Regions from separate parts of the Zea mays genome. Here all the other regions are linked to region 2. Evidence: chromatin contacts called from public Hi-C data. All regions are on one chromosome and are shown on one strand. Each heading gives the region's core, a stretch centred on a gene start, on an enhancer-like site or on the middle of the called end of the contact. The rest is flanking DNA. Distances are from core to core; before and after follow the strand shown.

Evidence for each region. A called contact is a pair of places that touch in the nucleus more often than the background predicts.
Region 1: a Hi-C map of leaf shows a contact between it and region 2, with 6 times the contacts expected there. The contact joins the promoter of LOC100216945 here to the promoter of LOC103651286 in region 2. A contact is called at or near these places in 5 of 25 Hi-C or Micro-C datasets (bundle sheath, ear, leaf and 1 more).
Region 3: a Hi-C map of endosperm shows a contact between it and region 2, with 1.8 times the contacts expected there. The contact joins the promoter of LOC100275866 here to the promoter of LOC103651286 in region 2. A contact is called at or near these places in 5 of 25 Hi-C or Micro-C datasets (bundle sheath, ear, endosperm and 2 more).

The regions. Positions count from the first base shown.
Region 1 is chr3:210,371,047-210,373,828 of Zm-B73-REFERENCE-NAM-5.0, forward strand. LOC100216945 reads right to left here and starts at 1,481. Exons shown (of 5, transcript NM_001143327.1): 1 at 1,154-1,481; 2 at 615-681; 3 at 136-522. The coding sequence starts at 1,273.
Region 2 is chr3:210,601,320-210,604,219 of Zm-B73-REFERENCE-NAM-5.0, forward strand. LOC103651286 (zinc finger MYM-type protein 1-like) reads right to left here and starts at 1,481. Exons shown (of 2, transcript XM_008676910.2): 1 at 218-1,481. LOC103651287 (E3 ubiquitin-protein ligase At4g11680) reads right to left here. Exons shown (of 3, transcript XM_008676912.3): 2 at 2,713-2,900; 3 at 1,807-2,300. The coding sequence ends at 2,157.
Region 3 is chr3:210,351,649-210,354,453 of Zm-B73-REFERENCE-NAM-5.0, forward strand. It overlaps LOC100275866 (F-box/kelch-repeat protein), which reads left to right and starts at 1,359. Exons shown (of 1, transcript NM_001149835.2): 1 at 1,359-2,805. The coding sequence starts at 1,413. The coding sequence ends at 2,663.

The DNA.
Region 1 (2,782 bases), core at 231-2,730, 230 kb before region 2:
CATTCTCCATATGCTTTTCCATAATTATGAAACATGTTGGAGTCTCTGGCACGAGGTCTACCCTATAATCGTTATGAAACATCCATAATCTAGAAAACAAACACCACAGTCCTGAAACTATCAAAGAAAGGATACCTGTCAACAAGGAATCTTCAAACACTGCTGAGAGTACTTTGCGCAAGTAAAGAGATGGAAGAACCAAGAAAGACACGAGAATAGTAGGGCCAATAAACCAAACTAATCGAGATGCTTCCTTGCCAGGATGTGGCACGCTCTCCACAGTTGACTTTCGGAAGGTGCTTTCTTGAAAAGAGATGAATCCTGGTTTTCCAGCACCTCTGCCAGCGAAGTAGGAGTTTTCAGATGCAGGGGTAACTTTAGTACCACTTTCTGCCTCATGCAAAACCGGCATGTCTGAGTAACGTGAAACGACCGGCTCCTGCTTGTCCGTAGCAGCAAAGCATATAGTCCTCTTAATATGAAATCGTCCATCATGGTCGCCAGTGCTGCTAAAAACTTGAGCTGCTAGCGTGGAGTAAAAGATCAGCACAAACTGCTACTCTAATTCAACAAAGTTCTTCTGGAAAAGCATATTGAGAATGTAAATTACTTACCTTTTAGAGTACCGAAATGCTGCATCGTGCTTCCATTGACTCTCTGAACTGGAAATGACCTCCCAAACTGAGATATATAAGCCATGCCAGCGCACTAGTCAATACAACAAAATCGAACAATTTTAAGCATATCTACGAGCTAATATCGTGCAGAAATACACTATGTGAAGTATAGGTAGGCACTTGTGACTGGGGGCATGTAAAGAAAAATCAATCTGAGCCTAGGCCAGCCAAGTTAAGTCCTTGAGGGGAATTTGGGTGCCTATTCTTTATATGATTAGAAAGGCAACTAGTTACTGCCGAGCTTTTTAAAGCAAATTCCGAATGTTATATCTCAGAACTTCCATGAAAAAACCCATTGGCACATGGCCACCGCACCAAGACAGATTCGAGTCTTCCATTCGACTAGATCATGTGCATAGGGAAGATGGATTGGGAAAATCAAATAAACAAAACCCTGCCAAATTCCCAACTAAACAAGCAACATTTAGAGGGAAATTTCTAGGTGCATAAGGAGGGGAGGAGGGGAGAGGAATTGCCTTGAAACAGGAGTGAGAGAAGGAGCCGAAGCGACAGCGAGGAGGGGCGGAGGAGGAGGTCGCCGACGTAGAGGCGGCTCTCGGGCGGAGCCGGAGGGCGGGGCTTGCCACGGCGGCCATCGGCTTCCGCCTTCCTCTGTGTTATCTGCAGAGTGCAGACTGCAGTAGTGGCCTAGTGGGCAACCGGGGCGCACAGTTCGGCGGCCGATGGGACGGGCACCGGCGCCCCGCAGTCGCAGTATCGCAGAGGCGCACACCACAGAGCTAGGGCCTGGAGGACGCCTCGCCTGGTCCGTTTGGTGGTGTGATGGGGAGCACCGGGAGCACCGGCCGCACAAGAACACGACTACACGCCGCGCTGTCATGGTGTATTCGAACCGGAGGCCTTGACTGGGCTGAGAACGAGCCTTGGTGTTGGTGGGATGTAAGGGTGCGTTTGGTTGAATGTACAAAGAGAGATAGAATGAGGCGACCATGTTTTCTATAGTGTTTGGTTGAGAGTCAAGCGGGGGCGAGGTGGACACCGGAGTGATTTTTGGGGCGGCGTGATCCCAAAAAATCGAGGGGACGGTGGCGCCCCCGACTCATCCTACTTTGACCTCAAACCAAACACACCCTAAAGCTGGACTAGAATAGGGCAGCGCCCTACCGGGCGCTACAGTTATTGTAGCACAGTCGTACACTAAAAAATCGTTCGAGTGGCATATGTTGCTGTAAAGCAAGCTACATATCTACGATAGTCAAGTTCACAGTTACAAAATATAATATACATCAAAGTCGTTATAGGTTACTGGTTACATAAATGTATGAGCATCACAGTTTGCAGCCTTGTAGCATGAATATAGAAGGACCAAAATAACATGTGATGCGATCCACAAACGCAAAATACACAAGAGCGGGTTGTGGTTGTGCAGTCACTGACTACGGCTAGGCCTAGTGGGTAACAGCACGCACTGACTACTGCATAGAATTTCAACCCAATGTGCATACATATAAATAAAGATGCAATACTCCTATTGTCAGAAGTTACTTGTTCTGTCAGTTTTAGCAACTCATCTGCTAGTGAATTCTGAATAGATTCCAATGAGGCCTGAAACTCACCAGCATTATTTCCAAAAAGGCAGCCCATATGAGATCAGAGTAACAAATGATAAATGAAAATGAAGTAATGATTTTGAGTGACTGTTGTCCTAATGAATACTATAATAGAAGTATGAAAGGAATAACATAACCTGAAAGATTGCCAGCAGCCTAGCATATAACCTGAAAGGTTGCCAGCAGCCTAGCATAAATAACCTTATACAAGCTTTCAGGTTATGTTATTCCTTTCAGCCTAGCATAAATATAGCAACTCATCGCTGCAGCTCCTCGCCTTATGTTTTAAATATTCCAAACTTCTATAGCGGAAGACAGTTGTGCTGTGCCCGTGGGAGCAGCTGCTCTGTGGCACAACCGTAGAGCCAGAGGCAAGGAGCACCAGCGATTCAGATTCAGCTCTTCTGAGGCCAGACAGACAAGTCACCAGCTCTTCTGAGGAGCTGCAGTACTTAGAATGAAGCATCATGATCTAGCGATGACCTGTAAACACTAATTAGTGTGAGAACATTAAAGCATGTATTGAGCTAAATT
Region 2 (2,900 bases), core at 231-2,730:
AATCAATAAAACAAAAATTAACAGCAACAGAGCGCAACCAATCGCAGCCAATCACAGGAGGAGCAGAGCAGGCGTCCAAAAAACAGTGTTAGTTTCTTTAATCTCTAAAGATCTAAACGTGAAACTACTAGAAAAAGGCTAAATTGAAAATTCTGGACGTCATGTCCCTATCATACAGAACACAACCAATCCAAAAGCAGAGCAGGCAACCACTCACCAGCAGCAATCGAAGAGCAGAGCAGGCACCCGCTCGGCCGCTCGCCACAGCACTACAGCCGCGCGCTCGTCAGGAACAGGAAGCCAGGTGCTCGTCAGGAACAGAAAGCCAGGCCACCTGCAGACAGCCGTCCAACCGCGCAACGCGCGCTCGCCAGCCAGGTTGAGGTCGCCAGTCGCCAGTCGCCAGGAACAGCCGCACTCGTGATTCTGGGAACTGGAAGCTGAAGGATCGGGAAGTTGAAACGGCCTTCAGCGCTCGGCAGATGAACGGGTGGGGTCTCCGATGGGCCTGGCTTAGGGTGTGCCAGGGCCCACCCGGACCCCCCTGTGGGTCCGCCCCTGCTGCTGAGTATATCCTAACAAGAACAAAACAGTTTACTTCAACTTAAATATTCATGTAAGGATCTAGAGGTACGATCTAGAGGTACTGTGTACTCTAAATAGTTTTTATAGTGAATCCTAGAGCATCTTCAACAAAAAGCCCTATGTTTAAGTCATAAAAATTAAAACATGACCTGAGTAGGGACACCAAAATAATTGTAGCTCTAACAGTTAAGTCCAATATCATGTTATTAAAAAATAGGCCATGCTATTTAAAAAATAAAGCTAGAAAGTGTACAAAATGGGATCAAGTTCTAGCATATGTGGTCTTATATTTATGACTCGAGAGTCTGAGTTCTATAATTGTTAATATTAATAAATTTTGATGAGTCTATTTGACGTTAGTCCTATATTTTAAAATACAATCTTGTTCAGGACTCATGTTAAAGATGCTCGTAGACTACAATTGTTCTACGACAAATTCCAACTAAATTCACTCTTAGTTTGTCTCCAGCAGTTATTTTATGTCGTCTTCTGTTTTATCCTTTATTTTAAACTTCGATGTGTATGCAGACGCAAATCTCTATTGTACTCGATTACTGAGGATAGCAAAGTGCGCTATCTCCACGGCATGAGCAGTCAAATTAAAAAGGCTTGAATGCATGTAGTCTTGTTGGGCTAGGTCATACTCGGCACCAAAATCCGACCGAGCACGGAAACGGGCCAAGCCAGGCCTAATCCCAAAGTCGACAGGAGCGATCAGGCCTCGACTCTAAAACTAGTTCAGGCCTTTGAATCGCGTCAAATCTTGTCGGGCGCGACTGAGTTCTCGATATGCTCTAACGTACTGGACACTTGTACATTTGACTCGACAGGTGAGAGGAGAGGGCCTGTTTGGTTCAGCTTTTTTCTGACCAGCTTTTCCGAGAATCTAGCTGTGGGGAAAATCTGGCTGTGTTGAGAATCTGAGTATCATTAAGATTACGTTTGAAGGAAGATAAAGTTGTCCATAGGGCTCAGGATCTATAAAGTGACGGATAACTACTATTACGATGACTCAACCGATTATATATTTATGTTGATTTTGAATGGTTTTTACCCAAACGAATTTTATAGAAGCTGACTGAAAAGCTGAGTGTTTGGCCGTTTGCAGCAACTTTTGGTGGCCAGAAGCTACGAAAAGCCGAAACAAACGGGGACATAGCAGCGCAAATGCTCAAGTCCCAACAAAGAAAACACGGTACACTGCGCCATTTGATCTCCAGCTAGCACAAAGAAAAGTATGCATTCAGTCTTGAATGAAGCAAGGGCGCACAACACATTGTTACATACATAAAAAAAAAGAGACCTTTTTGTTTACACAATTCCCATTTGATCTAGTCTAGACAAAAAAAAAAGGTACCGAATTCACCTGCCGCCTGCTGCACATCATTTGTCAGCGTCTACTAGAGGTCAGCACGGGCCCGCCGAGAGATCCTCGCGAGAGGTGCGACGCACGCATCGTCCGGCGGTCGTCGTGGTATATATGTAGTAGGTGTGGCTGATCGGCAGGCGCAGTCAGAGTAAGGGAGGGAGAATACACCCACATCTCTCTGTAGGAGCGGAGTAGGCATCAGTCACTTGAGCTCTTGCTTGCAGAGAGGGCAAGAGGAGATGATCCTGAGCCACCTGTCCACGCACTTGAGGTGGAACACGTGCGTGCACGGCAGCTGCCGAACCTCCTCCTTCTCCCCGTACTGCGCAAGGCAGATGCAGCACTCCTACAGTTGCAGTTTCAGACATGGGTTTTACAAGACTGCTATGCTAGCTGCGTGATTTCAAGCAGTTCAGATCACAGTTTCAACATGACAGCGATCATGGTATCAAAAAAAGCACAGTTTGGACTTGTTATATTTAGTGTACCATCCAAAAAAAGGTAGCACGTTCTAGTTTCGTACTCGCACGTTTCCACTTTCGCGCTACCCCTATTCCGGCCTGCGGTACTTGAGTCCACCAATCATTTGTTCTTTGCCGAATTTCTTCCTGGCCTCCCTTTTTTCTAACTGTTTTTTTAATATTTTCTGCTAATATAATTGATGCGGTAGTTTAATAGTTGCTGTGATCATTAATTTGTGCGTGCAGCGTGTCTGTGCATAACTGCATACGCAACAGAAACGGATTCAAGTTACTCGCCTGGTCATCGCGCTCCCGGTCCCTTGCCACGTCGGGCTCCTTGAACCGCCACCGCGGCAGCGCGGCGAGCTGCTCGTCGGAGGCGCCGCGGCCGACGGAGGCCGAGTTCATGTTGTAGCCGAGCGCGTAGCCGACCGCGGGCACGAAGCAGCAGAGCAGGAGGAAGAGGAGGAACGGGAGCGAGTAGA
Region 3 (2,805 bases), core at 109-2,608, 250 kb before region 2:
AAACAGTTTTGTGATTGGTTTAGGGACTTCTTGAGATGCTTTAATAAATTATTAGTTAAGTTGAGTCAACTAATAAATTAATTGTTAGCTATGAAGTAGCTAATAATTAATTACGGTATTAGCTGACGATGTTTAAAACCTAACAACTAATTTTTATTGGCTAACTATTAGTTTTATAATTTCCGGTCTAAGAGCATCTCTAAGAGAGCCCAAAAACCCATCCTGATCCTTATTTTAGGATAAAAAGAAAAAAAATGATCCCAACAGTACCCTTTCAAGCATCCCTAAACCACCGCAGGCGAATAAATCCATGTATATGGCGCAAAACTTCGCCGTCGCCCGAGCTCCCTATAGAGCCTCGTACGTTGTTCCTGCGTCTGTTTCAGCATTTGGCGCCAGCCTGTGTCGAAGCCACAAGCGAGTTCGCGTGTTCACCAAGTCAACAAGCCATCGTCAGCATTGGTTTCTGTCCGCGGCCGCCACTCCGAAATCCACCGTTGATCTTTACGACAGGATTCTTGTGCATGCACGACGACGTCCGCACAACGTTTGGGGGCAGCATAGAGAGGTTTGAGATGGCAGCTACATACATCATTTGTGAGCCTTTATGGATTTAAATTTTGAGAAAATCTTGGGATCTTTTGGAGACGGTACCCATAGAATGAAATTAAGAGATATTGGGAGATCCTTATTCTCTTGTACGGGGAGATTAATTTTTGGGTTCTGTTGGAGATGCTCTAGAGCTCGCTGCGGACGAACGATCCAAGGGTCTGTTTGGTTAAGCTTTTTTCTGACCAGCTTTTCTGAAAATCTGGTTGTGGGGAGAATCTAAGTATCATTACGATTACGTGTGGAGTAAGATAAAATTATTCATAGGGTCCAGGATTTAGAAATTGATGAATTTCTACTATTACAACGACTCAACCGATTATGTGTTTATGTTGATTTTGGATAATTTTTGCCTCAACGAATTTTATAGAAGTTAGCTGAAAAGTTGAACGTTTAGCAGTCCGCAGAGCTAGCAGAAGCCGAAACAAACCGTGCCGAAGGCTCCGCTCCATTTGAGAATTCTATATACGTAGTAAAACGATAAGCCTTACGTCGCTTTTGTTCGAACGGACTAGCGATGTCTGCTTATTTGGCCCCTCGCACATCTCGACAGCTTTGCCCCTGCCGCCATGCCCTGCCCACCCTATCTCTGTACTACACTATCACCATTTCCATTTCATTGACCCCGGCGGCACGCGGCACCGGCACCGCTCGTGGTTTTCCAAAGCTGGCGCCCCCGCCGGCCCACTCCCACCCCCACGGCCCCACTCCGCTCTATTTATCCTTGGCCATCAGATCAGATCATCACAGCAACACAGCCCACTTGTGAGCTGTCTCCTAGCGAATCCTTGCGGGGGAAAGGAATGGGCGTCAGCGCTCGAGCTCACCATCCGAAGCACCGGTGCCACCAGGAGACGTGCGTGCCCGACGGCGCGTCGCTCGCGGCGATGTACCTCTACGGCGACGTGCTCGAGTCCGTGGTGGAGCGGGTGCCGGTGGCCGACCTCGCCGCCGCGGCGCGGGTCTCGCGGGAGTGGCTCCGCGCGGTGCGCGCCGCGCTGCGCCGCCGCCCGCTGCGGCTGCCCTGGCTCGTCGTGCACCTCCAGGGCCGCGGGGGCCTCCGGTGCGCCGCGGCGTACGACCCGTGCTCGGGCGCCTGGCTCGCCGTGCCGGCGCCGCGCCACGCCACGCCGTCGCACGTCCGCCTCCTGCGCGGCGCGCGCGGGGACCGCGTCTGCGCGCTCTCGCTCTCGGGGCTCGCCGTCGCGGCCGATCCGCTCGGCACGGCCGGATGCGTCGCGTTGGATGCCCCCGGCGTGTGGCGCATCGACCCGGTGTTGGCCGCGGTGGGCGACCGCGTCGTCGCGCTCGGCGGCGCGTGCCGGCTGGCGCTGGCCGAGGGCGGCAACGCCGCCGCGGTCGAGGTCCACGAGGATGGCGGGTGGACCGCCTGCGATCCGATGCCGGACGCGCTCAGGGACTCAGCCGCCGCGACGTGGCTCTCCACGGCCGCCACGGACCAGCGGGTGTACCTCGTGGAGAGGACCACCGGGTGGGCGAGCTGGTTCGACCCGGCGAACCGGCGGTGGGGCCCCACCCGTCGTCTCGGCCCCGACGCCGCCGTTACCACGTGGGGCGTCGCGCCCGGCCGCGCCGGCGCCGAGGACCGCCTCCTTCTGTTCGGGGCTAAGCGGGCAGACAAGGAGGCAGAGTGCACGGTCGTCGTCCAGGCATGGGAGGTGGACGGCGACACTCTGGAACAGAGCCCCTCCGCATCCAGCGATGCGATGCCGCCGGAGCTGTCCGAGAGGCTGTTTCGTCGTGACGACACTGATGACGACGACGACGAAGAGGAACTGGACGACATGACGTTGTCGATCGGGGTGTGCGGCAACGCCGCGGGCGGGTACGTGTACAATGCGGCCGAGCCGGCGAACGGCGCGGTGCTCTACGAGCTGTGGGAGGAGGGGAACGCCATCGCCGTGGCCCGGTGGGACTGGGTGCCCTGCGCACCAGCTGTGCAGGCCCAGCCGCTGGGCCGTGCCATCCTGGGCTGCTCGCCGGTGGGGCTGGATGAGCTGGCGTTGGCCGTTGCTGCAAGGGGCCCACGCTGAACTCACGGCGGCGACACACCAAATCAAGTGGAGCAACCGCTGTTTGCCACTTGCAAGTCAAGTCGTGAAAGACAAAAAGATATTCTTGTATGGTGTGCCACTCTTGCTGTTTGGTTAGCTTTAATCCGAAACGTTTCTATTC